Linked DNA regions of Mus musculus: regions 1 and 2 are each linked to region 3. A link is a contact called in public Hi-C data. All regions are on one chromosome and are shown on one strand. Each heading gives the region's core, a stretch centred on a gene start, on an enhancer-like site or on the middle of the called end of the contact. The rest is flanking DNA. Distances are from core to core; before and after follow the strand shown. Region 1 has its middle 5.5 kb from the start of Gm36427. Region 2 has its middle 30 kb from the start of 4922502H24Rik. Region 3 has its middle 47 kb from the start of Gm41042.

Region 1 (4,192 bases), core at 120-2,619, 360 kb before region 3:
GTCCTGGAGCCCGAAAATATCTCCTGTACCCTACTCTACCTTCTCACCTGACAGATGAAAAGCCCAAGGTCCAAAGAGATACGGTAACCCCCTCCAAGTGTGTCAGTGTTTGCTTGTCATCCAAAGATAGAACGGGCCAAAACCCAACCATCTGCGTGACACGGCACAGGGAGGCCAGCCAGACCCTGACAGTTTCCTTCCATTTCCTCAGTTTCCTCCTTTCTAAAGCTCATACACTTTGGGGATGGTGATGAGAATCCAAAGAGAAAGAAAGTATTAGCCATGTTGCCTGCCTGGAACATAAACATCTACAATAGGTGTGATTGTTTTTACATCTGTTAATAGCCTAATGGTTTATGGAATTATGACATCAAGAATCAAGATAACTTTAACAATTATTATTTTAATAACAGTATGCCCAGCATTTCTTGACTATATGCCTGCATATCTTACTAGCTGCTTTAAATGCATTATCTCCCTCAACTCTCCCAATTCCACACCTAGAGAAGCCCACAGATTTCTTGATGGTCAATAAAAGATGCTCTTAGGATATGAGTATAGGCCTCACAGTCTCCTGAGTTCCTGCGGTTAAGCCAGATGAAAACTCACTTTGTACAGATGACAGTAAAATAAAGAAAATGAAAATATGTTATTTTATAGAGTAAGGTCCTGGAGTCTTTTTCCAAACTAAAAATATATGAAAGGCTTCATTTTTAAGGGAGGGTATCAATCACTTCACTTAACCAAGTCATGCCGCTATAATAAATGTCACGGGTGAGTGTGAGTTCATTCGGTGTCAGCCTAGTCCCTCCTTTAACAGGGAGCTAGAAGTTAGTCCTGCCATCCTAAGATACAGCTCCGGTTTACACTAAAATTGCCCGGCTTTTCTATTGATTATTTGAGGTACAAAAGCTTGAGAACTGGCCGCTTTTTATTTGATGTGTCCCTTGTATCCATCAAACTTGCTTGAGTGTTACCTGCTACTTAATGTAGGTTGAAACTTCTAAGTCTGACTTCCACAATGGCTGGCAGCATGTCGTCTATTTGAACACTGGTCAATGGTCTTTGAAGATTTTTTTGAGATTTTTTTTTTTTTTACTTATGCACACTGTTAACAAAGTTAATTTTATCTACTCCACCCCTAGAGATAAGATAGAAGTTGGAACATGCAGGAGAGATATTATTTAAGGGTGCTCAGACAACTCTCAAAAAGTCATAACATCAAGGAAAAGGCCTTCGTGTTGCAAAATGTGAGCAGGAGAGGGTGTCTTACATTGTGAAATCTACAAGGATCTCACTTTTCTGGAACTCCCTGACATCTGAGCCCTCATGCTGCTGGAAGCTATCCAAGAGCACCATAAAATCAGGGCTGGTCCTCTCTGAACTGAGTCCAGATCATTTCAAAGTGAGGCAAGGCAGGGAAATAAATATTGAACCTAGTTAAATGTTGCTTGAGATTATGCTTGGCACGGAGAGTCCAGCCTCTGATTTGCTCTTAGGTTACATGGGTTATTTTTTTTTTTAACTCAAATGGGTATGCCAGGGTGGATTCCTTCAATGGCAGCAATTATGTGCAAGCGCAGTTGTATTTCTGCCACATTTAGTGAAATGAAATATAAAGATTTATGAGATGGCATAGGGTGGGTAAGGAGGTGTCCAAAGCCTCCATTTCATTCTCCTTGACTCCACCCTGAATCCCAGGTTCCTGTCCCTTTCCTTCTCCTCTGCTTGCTTAAGCTAACTCCTTTTCTTTTCTTTTCTTTTCTTTTCTTTTCTTTTCTTTTTTCTCTTCTCTTCTCTTCTCTTTTCTCTTTTCTTTTCTTTTCTTTCTTTTCTTTTCTTCCTTCCTTTCTTTCCCTCCTTATTTTCCCTCTCTCCCTTCCTTCGCTCCCTCTTTTCATTCTGAAAACAATGCCTATAAGTTCTGAATGCTCAGTAGGAAGTAAGACTCAAGAGAACCCAAGGAGAAGTTCCAAGCCCTGCACTAAGCCACAGACATTAAAATCTGGGCATTTCTCTTTAGAGCAAATGGCTGAAATGATTAATTGCACCTGAAAAGCAGTGTGGAGCAGAGGGACCAGCACTCATGTGCTATGTATAGACAATCTAGGCCCTGCTGATTCATCATGTGACATTTTCCTTTGGGGGCTGAAGGTGGGTCCAATCTATCAGCACCTCGGGGTGGATGCTACATGTTCTGTGCCTCTCTTATCTCCGGCAAGAGGGAGATACCTCCAAGGTCAAGTTTCACCTCACTCAATACCTTTGGCTTCTTGAAATCCCTAGCCCAGCCAGACATAGAGCAGTATTCTGATCTAAGAGAAGCCGTTAGAGCCAGTCATGCCCACACATATTCCTAACTTGCACTGTCGGATTTCCTGACTCAGAACAATTGATCTAAAGCTACCCATGTTCATTCCCCTTATCTACAAACAAGGGGTATTAACAGTTCCTACCTGAAAATACTGCTTAATTAAGGCAGTTACACAATCCAGTGCTTAAATCAACCCCCTCATAACACACACACAGAGAGAGAGAGAGGGAGGGAGAGAGAGAGAGAACATTAAGTGGTAGAAATTATAAAAAAAAATAATTCCCTAGATGCCAAACCACTTCTCTTTCTGGAAGGCTTGAAAACTCAGAACAGTCACGACCATGGTCCTCTGCAAACCTTGTATACAAGTAAAGGTGGCTCAAATGCACTGGGAGAGGTGACAAATAATTGGAGGGCAGATGTGGAACCCACTAGCCCATCAGGTGAGAGCACCTTACACACAGCTGTTTCCCAGGTTACCATGATGAAAGCTCAGGCTTTTGAGCAGTTTCTACATTTCAAGGTGGGGATGCTGCTCAACTTCTGAGTTTCGGTCTTTTCCACCCAACTCATATCTTGAACACATAGACACAACAGTGTACAAATTAAATCCCATTAGGAAAAAAATCAATGAGGAATATCTGTTTCACAAAGCACCAGACTTAGACTGCTTTGTTTTCAAGAACTATTCGATCCAATGTGAGTCCAGGAACCACAATTTACATGTGTAAAATGGTTTGCAGTTCCCAGGGCACTTCATCCACACACACTATATTACTCAAGCCTTCTCCAGACCTCTGAAAGTCAGTATTGTGATCTCTGTTGTACAGACAAATAGCCAAGGCTCAGGAGGTTTTAAAATAAATCTTATCTCTGGGTCTCATGCCTCCTACCCCCATGGTTGTTATATACTGTTCACCTTTCTCCACCAGTTAGCAATTAAACCCTCAACCCTTACTACCCAGCACACACCCACCCGGTGTGTCTCTTGTTAGAAACACATCCAGTTCATGGGTCTGAAGAGTTAAGTGAGACTTGAGACATGTGTAGTTTTAAAATCTAGTTATGACTGCATACCCTCCACAAGAAAACCCACAGGAAAGAAAGTAAGTTCAAGAACTTCAGGGAGATTTTCACTCTTCCAGCTTTTGGAAACATTCTTGGCACAAAAGGCAAATTTCCACATGATCTCTTGAGTATCGAGACCACAGTAGCATTAGGAATATGTCCCCTAAACCTCACACACAAAATGAGATAGTCTCAAAAGGTATAAAACAATGGAGATTTTACCACTGAAGGCAGATTGGTTCTTTTCCCAAACTCTACACTCCCATCCATTATGAATTATTTTTGTCCCTATTTTAGGAGGACCCCGATGTCCCTCTTCTTGCTTAGTGTGAAAGTTCTGAGCAATGCCCATGAATATAGGAAAAACAGAGCCAGTGATGTTGATTTCACTCCTCCTTCCAACTAGAAAGTGAAGAAGGATGATCAATGACTCCTGGTAATCAGATATAGATCACTCATCAAAGAAGGCATGAAGTAAACATAGTTCTGAACCTCATTTCAAAATAAACCTCATTGCCCTTCCCTAGACCTGAAGCTGGACGGGGACATTCAGAATGAGTCACAGTCACTGGACAAAGCTTCCCAGAAAGCCCAGCTCCTTAACTTGACAGCACACATACAGCAACTTGCTAAGGTACCAACTACTTGGAGGAACAGGAGAGACTCTGCATTTGAGGACATGTTCCAAAATGTTTGTCTTCACGTTCAGCCCCAGACAAGATAGCATGTGCCCTTTAAGGAAAACTGAGCCCCTATCAGCACAGCATAATCACTGAGCAGAGTGAATATATAGAGCTTTCTGGAATCAGC
Region 2 (4,012 bases), core at 791-3,290, 480 kb before region 3:
ATCTCAAAGAAGGTGAGGCTGGAAAGTGAGTTAGTGACTGCCTGGGACTGGAGGTGGATATAGGAGATCTCACAGCAGGGGTGGAATTCTTTAAAATTGGATGGTTGGCATACGGCCTAACTCGGTATATTGACAAAAGCACTGGATTGTTAAAACAGGTGACATTTATTAGATACAAATTATAGTGCACTAAATTTGTTAAAAGTTATTAATAACCAAAGAAAATTCAATGATAGATGATTATAAAACTAAGTTTTTGGTTTCAACATCAAAATGCTTTCTATTCTTGGCTAACTCTGAGAGAAAAGCAGGCAAATGATTCTGTCACTAATGTCTTTTCTGGAAGCATCAAATGCTCTATTAACTGAAAAAATAGTTTAAAACAGCCCAACTATATACCCAGAGGAAAAGCTGCATTTCTTCTCTACATATCCTTTGAAGAAGATATCCCATCTTTAAAATAATAATAATAATAATAATAATAATAATAATAATAATAATGAATCTCTTCTCAAAAAGAATCAGTCCTGGAAAAGATATTTGAAGGTCAGATATTGGGAAAGTCATCTAAGATATTTTCCCAAAAAGATCTTTTCCAAAAGGAAGGAAGAAAATGAAGAAGATGGGAGAGAAGAGGAATAGGAAAGAAGGGAGTGGGGGAGAGAAGGAGCAACAGGAGGAGGAGGAGGAGGAGGAGGAGGAAGAAGAGGAGGAGAAGAAAAAGCCATAGAGGAGGCAACCCATAAAATGTAAAGAGACTCAAGGCAGCCTCCAAGACTAAAGTCTCAAGAGTCAATGAACTAGATCCCAGTCACATCTACCCTGGGGCCAATATCAAGGGGCAGGGCCCCTGTGCCTCTTTTCCATTAGCACAGCTGGTCCAGTACTTTCCTCTTTAATACATACAAAAAATCCCACAGGACTCCAAGCGACAGCCTAGGTGTCCCTGAAGTTTATAAGCACTAGGAGCCACTACAGGGACACAGTGGCTGGCCCCAGATAGCCAGTGACATAGGGAACCCTCTATGTCTGTGAGGAAGTCCCAATCAATCTTCAGCCAAGTGCAAACCTATCTCTGCAATTGGTTCCTGAACCACCTGGTGCAGCTTATCTTCATTCCGGGGGTATGGTCGCCTGCACATCCTGTTTCTTTTCTCTTTTCTCCACCGCTCTTCTTTCAGCCGAGAGCTTGCCAATCATCAGACAGTTAATCCCGTGAAGAAAAGAGGCAAACGGCAAGATTTTAGAACATGTATCTGCAAACCCAAAACTTATGGCTGCTTCTGCCCTGGGTAGCCTCAAAGCAACAAGTGACTTCTGAAGTCAACGTCTAATCAATGCTGTGACATTCAGTGTGTGTGTGTGGGGGGGGGGGGGTTGAAGTCAAGTGGGCCATGCAGAGAAAAGGAATTGGGGAGATGGCATGAGGCTAGTTGTCTCTTAAGAACTGAGATTGTTTCTTTCTGGGCAGAAAAAGGTGGTATGAGAAATAAGCCTTCACAAGCTGACACAAGAGACAGGTTTTTTTGGTAATGTTCATTTCACCTGCAAAGGCTCTGAATGCCCATCAGACAAAGGTTGCTTGTTTCTCCGCAGACTGAGTGATAGCATGGACTTGGCTGTGGGGACTGCATAGGTGTTTGGCCACTGTGAATGCATGGGCTTGGGGAAGAGCTTGCCAAATCCCGTTACGGTTTATGGAAGTCAGGAAGCCATAGATTCCCAACTCTGGTCCCATTTCTCAAGTTCCACTGAAGGTTTTGTGCTTGTAGTTGACTGGCTTTTTTTGTATTTTGATTTTTCATTAACACAGAAGGCTTGCTGTTGGCAATCACACCCTGGAATGTCCTTGTTGGAGCTTAACATTCCAGTACATTCTACGTTGCCTAATGATGAAGTTGTGGTTTGCCAGGAAAGGATTGTTAACGCTTTCCTTCTAGAACTGGGTAGAACTATCCCCGTGCAAACCTCAGCTAGTTCAAACAGAGCTTCTGTAATGGCAGGGGGAGAGAAAAGCTGCTATAAATACTTTTATGGGCTGCAGAGGTGATTTACAACCGGCTTTATTAATCCTATAAAAAGGCACAGCTGAACGCCTTTGAGTTGCATGCGTACAGATGACTAATTAAATACACAGTTAAAAGCCTTGACCCAGCACAATTCTGACCATTAAAGAAATAAGTCTTGAATTCCCCTCCAGGCAGAAGGGTTTTTTTTTTTTTTTTTTTGGATGGATTTGTGGGTGGAAAGGGGTGGGAGATCTGTAGAAGGGGGAAGTGGACATTGTGATGAATCATGGAAGGTAGAGCAAACAAGGGGAAGAAGTTTAGTTACCATTTTCCCCTACTCATAATGGCAGCAGTATGTCTGCCCCAGGCTGCCAAAGGCCGCTTTGGCTGATCTCTGACAGCACCAAGGTTGTGGTTGGTGTGAGGAGGACGAAGGAAAGCACAGAGGCAGTAGTAGGGAAGATAGAATCCCAATGTTGATGGGTAGACAAAGCAGCCCAACCTTGTCTTGCTCACGTGCTCGCTCCACTCGGCTCCCATAGTGAATTTCTGCGCTCAGAAACTGAGGCTCAAGGATGAAAAGTGATTTTGTTTGTTTGTTTGTTTGGTTTGTTTGTTTGGTTTGTTTTGTTTTGTTTTCCATTTCCAAATTTTGTTTAATTAGGTATTTTCTTCATTTACATTTCAAATGCTATCCCAAAAGTCCTCCATACCCCACCACCACTCCCACTTCTTGAACCTGGTGTTCCCCTGTACTGAGGCATATAAAGTTTGCAAGATCAAGGCCCAATGTTGGCTGACTAGGCCATCTTCTGCTACACATGCAGCTAGAGACACGGGCTCCAGGGGTACTGGTTAGTTCATATTGTTGTTCCACCTATAGGGTTGCAGACCCCTTTAGCTCCTTGGGTACTTTCTCTAGCTCCTCCATTGGGGGCCCTGTGATCCATCCAATAGCTGACTGTGAGCATCCACTTCTGTGTTTACCAGGCACTGGCTTAGTCTCACAAGAGACAGCTATATCAGGGTCGAAAGGTGATTTCCAACTAGCAGCTAGATTAATTAAGGGCAAGGCCAGGACAGGGACCCAGAAGTGACCTCTAAAACATTCCCCCTTTAGGAGACAACCATCCATTCCTCCTCCAGCCCTGTTGCCAGGAGACACAACGTGTTTCAGTGTGGGGAGAGGGGATTAGCAGAAGGCAAGTAAGGTAGGCTGTGATTCCAAAGGAAAATGTTTGCCAAACCATCTATCAGAGACATAAAAGGCCCTTTCAGTTTTCAGGTTCTTGGAAGGGACTGGAAGAGGAGGGAGTGGCCTTTCCCATCAGGGGACAAGCTGTAACAATTCTTCTATCAGCTCCGTGAGGTTTGCTTTGGTAGTTGGCCCCTTCACAAAGTCTGGCTCTGTGAAAATACTTTGAGAAGCTCCCATACCAAGCTGTGAACGTGTGCTGCAAGACCAGACCGCTGGGTCGGGGTGTTGGGTAGACTGCTGTAGGGTTATGTAAGCCAGCCAAATGCTTTCCCTGCAATGTCAAGGGTGCCTCCCAACCCCACCACTACTCAAATTAGGAGAATGGCTGAGGAGTTTTTTTCTTTTCCCATCAAATAGCTCTACCTGCTTTGAATTTGGATTCTGGGGTAGCATCATTAATTCCAGTAGGAATAACAAGCTTTCTTCCCTCGTCCCATGCGAAGCCAGGGGTCTGGCTGCCACCTCTGCCTGGAAACATTGCCTTCACTGTCTTTCATTAGTCTTGTTCCCTTTCATCAGCTAACTCAGATTCAACTTTCAGGTCAAATGCCACTTTCAGTCAAAGAAATGTTTCTGGAACCCCAAAAAACAGGGTCCCTATCAGAGATTTCCACTGCAGAGGTGTGTTGTGTGTGTGTGTGTGTGTGTGTGTGTGTGTGTGTGTGTGTGTGTACATACACATACCCTTGCCACAGAACACATACTCTCTATCAATTGTTCAGCTTGGTTCTTCCTACCAAATATG
Region 3 (4,039 bases), core at 157-2,656:
ACTTGACTAGTTCTTGGTTAATGAGGATCGATGCCCTTAACTGTCACCATACCAGTTCCAAGCCTGACGTTCCAGTAGCTCACCTTAGAGCCAATATATACCCAGCCACAGAAGCAGCAAGTGACAGTCTGTGGCCACTTAGAGATTCACTGAAGGGCAAGAACCTGAGGAGGAAGCCCATGGCTCACACCTGCCTTAGATTAATTGGGCTCTAACCACATTGAGAGGAGGAGCAACAGTGACTTTGAGGAGGGTGAGATGCCAGGAAGGGGCAGAGCAAGGCCAGAATGGTACAAGTCTCTGGCTTATGGAACAGTGCAAGGAAGAGCAGGAAGTTGGGTCTTGGAGAAGGGTGGCTATCAGAAAGAAAAATAATAAAATGGTTGCAATAAATCCTAACAAAAGCCAAAAAAAAGAAAGAAAATGTTGGGCCATTTGTTAGATAAATAGTCTGTGAGGCTGATCCACCTCACTGAGCTGTTGTAAAGATCAGCTAATAAAAAAGAAAGAAGGAAGGAAAGATTCTCAAGGACACTGCAAACATAGAAGAACTGCCCAATAATAACAACATTAATAATGAGGGAGGGCCTAGGAGTGAAACCAATTCAGTCAAGACCAAAGATGTTGAGCAACCAGCATAAGAAATAAAGAAAGCAGACAGGTCAGCTTGGAGGGGCTCCAGGCAAACAAGGGCGCAAATATTTTTTTGCTCTTAATTTTTTACAAGAAGACAAGTTTACAGGGTATAGGGCTATAAATAAATATTGGCCAATAGGCTCTTGCTTTCCCCTGGAGGCAGCTCCCTTTGAAATGACTTCCTGGACCAAGGAATAAGGGAGGTGAAGACTCCTGCTTCCTCCCTGAAGCTCATGGACCAGGACAGGAAGGCTTCCCTCCCTCATCTCCAATGATTTGGAGTTGGAAAAACACACACACACACACACACACACACACACACCCTGGAAGGAATCCAAAGCCATAGTTCATTTCTTTCTTTCATCTCCTGCCTTTGCCAAATGCTGACAATTACAAACAAATGTTTTCTTCACACTCTGCTCATTTGGGTTGCTTGTGTGTGTGTGTGTGTGTGTGTGTGTGTGTGTGTGTGTGTGTGTGACTTGAAAGACACTTTCTAAATCCCCAAGGTGACAGGATTTCCACGTAATGATAATGATTATTTAATGTCATCATCACAATGGGCTGCCTGGGCAAATGAAATGCTAGCTGGGCCTAAAGCGTTCATTCAAGTGAAGTAAATTAACGCTTTCCAGGGTACCAGATTCCCGTCGGGACCCTAAAGAAGGTAATTCATTACCCAGGCATTCTCCACCAGCAACAGTGCTGTCTACCAGCAAATTCTTCAGCTGCTTAAACTGTCAGGCTTCTTGGCCAGCATGGGGAAGTCCAAGAGAGATAAAACTATGCTGAGAAGGCCCAGACGTGGTGGATATTTTTAGTCATCTGAAGACAGTCCAGGGATGATAAGAACCATCATCATAGCCCGGGTGGGAGCAGCCCAGCTTCTCCAGCACTCTCATCACAGAAACCATCGCCTCCGGTCCTCTAATTCCTGAGGTGCACGAAGCAGGTATTATCACAGTCGGTATCTAACTGTGGTGGTACTGTGGGCTGAGATGATTTCATTGGAGATAAGCCTTAATGGCAAGTGAGAAGGTACCGTGGAAAGGTCCCCAAACCAGAACCTTCAAAAGCACTGAGGTGAGGTCTGCAGGTGTAACTCAGTGGTTAGAGCACATGCTTACTATATGCAACAGGCCTGTGCTCATTTCCTAGCAGAGGGTATAGAGGGGCATTGAAGATCTGGGACCATAGGCCATGCAACATAGCTATATATACTATGGCACCTGGATGCAAAAATGTGAAGAGACTTGAGTGTCTCTTGGGTAGCCTAGTTTTAAAATAGTATCTACCAGTCATTTGTTGTTTGTTTGTTTTTTTTAATATCTCTAAGGCCAACATCAAGAAAAATAGAGAGTCACATAAGCATGGATTCCCCAGAATCCAAATTGAAAAGCCAGGCATACTGAAAAAGACAAGCCTAGTCACATTAGCAACTGACAAGCCAACATGGAAAATTCCAAAGGTTTTACACCTAGATGAAGAGCTACAAATGGCCAATGGCTGCTGAAAGGGGAATCAGTTCCCTCCAGGGACAAGCTCCTGCATAGGTTGTCCCATTCTGAGTGGTCAGGCCTGGACACGTGTACATACAAGCAATGGTAAATGGGCATGTGTGTGTATGTAGGTAGGTAAAAAGATAGATAGATAGATAGATAGATAGATAGATAGATAGATAGATAGATAGATAGATAGATAGATAGATAAAAACAGATAACAAGGGGTCATGAATTTGGGGGGTGGGCATGAGAGGAGTTCGAGGAGAGGGAGGGGCAAGAATGTTCAGATCTGAGATTCTAAGAGAGAGAGATATCAAGCTTACAAGGTCAGAAAGGTAAAACAGAATAGCATTTGAGCTTGAAATGAGCTCCTCTTTTGCATTAATACATATATATATATATATATATATATATATATATATATATATATATTATTAAAACCTGTACTTACACTCCATGAATCCTACCTATCCCATCAGCAAGGATTTCAACTCTAAGAAGCAAACAGAGAACAATTCCACTGACCATTTTCTTCTCCACAATTTGTAGGGTATGTTTGTTCATTTGATGAAAGGAAAATAGACTTTCTGCTTCACATAAAAAAAAATATATTCCCCCAGGAGGGAGAATCAATAAGGGCCAGTGATATGCTACAACCGCGCCCCTTCATAGCCTGGAAGGATAGCCTTCAGTTAAATGCATGAAGACCTCAATTGAACTGCCTTAGGTGCTTCTAAACCAGTGGTTCTCAGCCTTCCTAATGCTGCAATCAACCCCTTAGTAGAGTTCCTCGTGTTGTGGTGACCCCCCCAACCATAAAATTATTTTCATTGTTACTTCATAACTATAATTTTATTACTGTTATGAATTGTAATATAAATATTTGATATGCAGAATATCTGATATGCGACCCCTGTAAAAGGGTCATTCAACACCCCAAAGGGGATGTAAACCATAGAAAGGGGTCACAGATTAAGAACCAGTGCTCTAAAAGATTTATCCAACAGAACCCTGAATACTCATTTCGGCAGTAAGCTCGCCAGGGATGAGTGTGAGTTACAGCAGCCGCATCTGTAGAATTGTTTGCAAATGGACCTTGAAAAGTTCATCTTGTAAACCTAGAAATGATCCAGAAAATAAGAGTTCGCCAGAGGATAATTGACTGCCTGATAGGACCAAACACCAACTCTAACTAACTCCACAGCTCCAGAGTTATTCCAGAGTTAACAGTGGGCCTCAGTACAGGCCTGGGGAAGTTTCTAGAAATGCTCACAGGCTGCCTTAAAACGTGTCAAGATTTTACTGATTGGAATATAGATGAGCCTAGGGAACATCATGTTAAATGAAACAAGTCAGACACAGAAAGAAAGATACTATGTAATCTTGTGTATACTTGAAGGGAGGGAGGGATGGAGTGGAGAGGAAGGAAGGGAAGTAGGGAGGGAGAGGGAGGAAGGAGAAAAGAAGATGACAAAGAGAAAGAATCAAGTACATAGAAGCACCAAGGAGAAGGATGCTTAGGAGCGGTAGCAGAAATGGGAAAACATAGGACGAAGATGGCAAGCATGAGTTTAAGTTGTACTTTGTTTTTTTTTTAATTTTTTATTAGGTATTTAGCTCATTTACATTTCCAATGCTATACCAAAAGTCCCCCATACCCACCCACCCCCACTCCCCTTCCCACCCACTCCCCCTTTTTGGCCCTGGAGTTCCCCTGTACTGGGGCATACAAATTTTGCGTGTCCAATGGGCCTCTCTTTCCAGTGATGGCCGACTAGGCCATCTTTTGATACATATGCAGCTAGAGTCAAGAGCTCCCGGGTACTGGTTAGTTCATAATGTTGTTCCACCTATAGGGTTGCAGATCCCTTTAGCTCCTTGGGTACTTTCTCTAGCTCCTC

Evidence for each region. A called contact is a pair of places that touch in the nucleus more often than the background predicts.
Region 1: a contact with region 3 is called in a Hi-C map of uterus, with 2.8 times the contacts expected there. The contact joins two enhancer-like sites. A contact is called at or near these places in 8 of 484 Hi-C or Micro-C datasets (liver, nephron progenitors and uterus) and 1 of 115 datasets of contacts at active chromatin or transcription factors (fibro-adipogenic progenitors).
Region 2: a contact with region 3 is called in a Hi-C map of uterus, with 12 times the contacts expected there. The contact joins two enhancer-like sites. A contact is called at or near these places in 5 of 484 Hi-C or Micro-C datasets (all in uterus), 1 of 115 datasets of contacts at active chromatin or transcription factors (fibro-adipogenic progenitors) and 1 of 9 other capture datasets (embryonic stem cells).

Annotation. Positions count from the first base shown.
Region 1 is chr13:101,309,293-101,313,484 of GRCm38.p6, reverse strand. No RefSeq gene overlaps it. Among named protein-coding and RNA genes, the nearest start is that of Gm36427, 5.5 kb to the right of the region's middle. Within about 2 kb of position 1,369, at least 20 of the 459 cell types and tissues checked have an H3K27ac peak or open chromatin away from gene starts, as enhancers often do. A contact at or near this core is called in uterus, where this site is marked.
Region 2 is chr13:101,426,014-101,430,025 of GRCm38.p6, reverse strand. No RefSeq gene overlaps it. Among named protein-coding and RNA genes, the nearest start is that of 4922502H24Rik, 30 kb to the right of the region's middle. Within about 2 kb of position 2,040, at least 38 of the 459 cell types and tissues checked have an H3K27ac peak or open chromatin away from gene starts, as enhancers often do. A contact at or near this core is called in uterus, where this site is marked.
Region 3 is chr13:100,947,853-100,951,891 of GRCm38.p6, reverse strand. No RefSeq gene overlaps it. Among named protein-coding and RNA genes, the nearest start is that of Gm41042, 47 kb to the left of the region's middle. Within about 2 kb of position 1,406, at least 13 of the 459 cell types and tissues checked have an H3K27ac peak or open chromatin away from gene starts, as enhancers often do. A contact at or near this core is called in uterus, where this site is marked.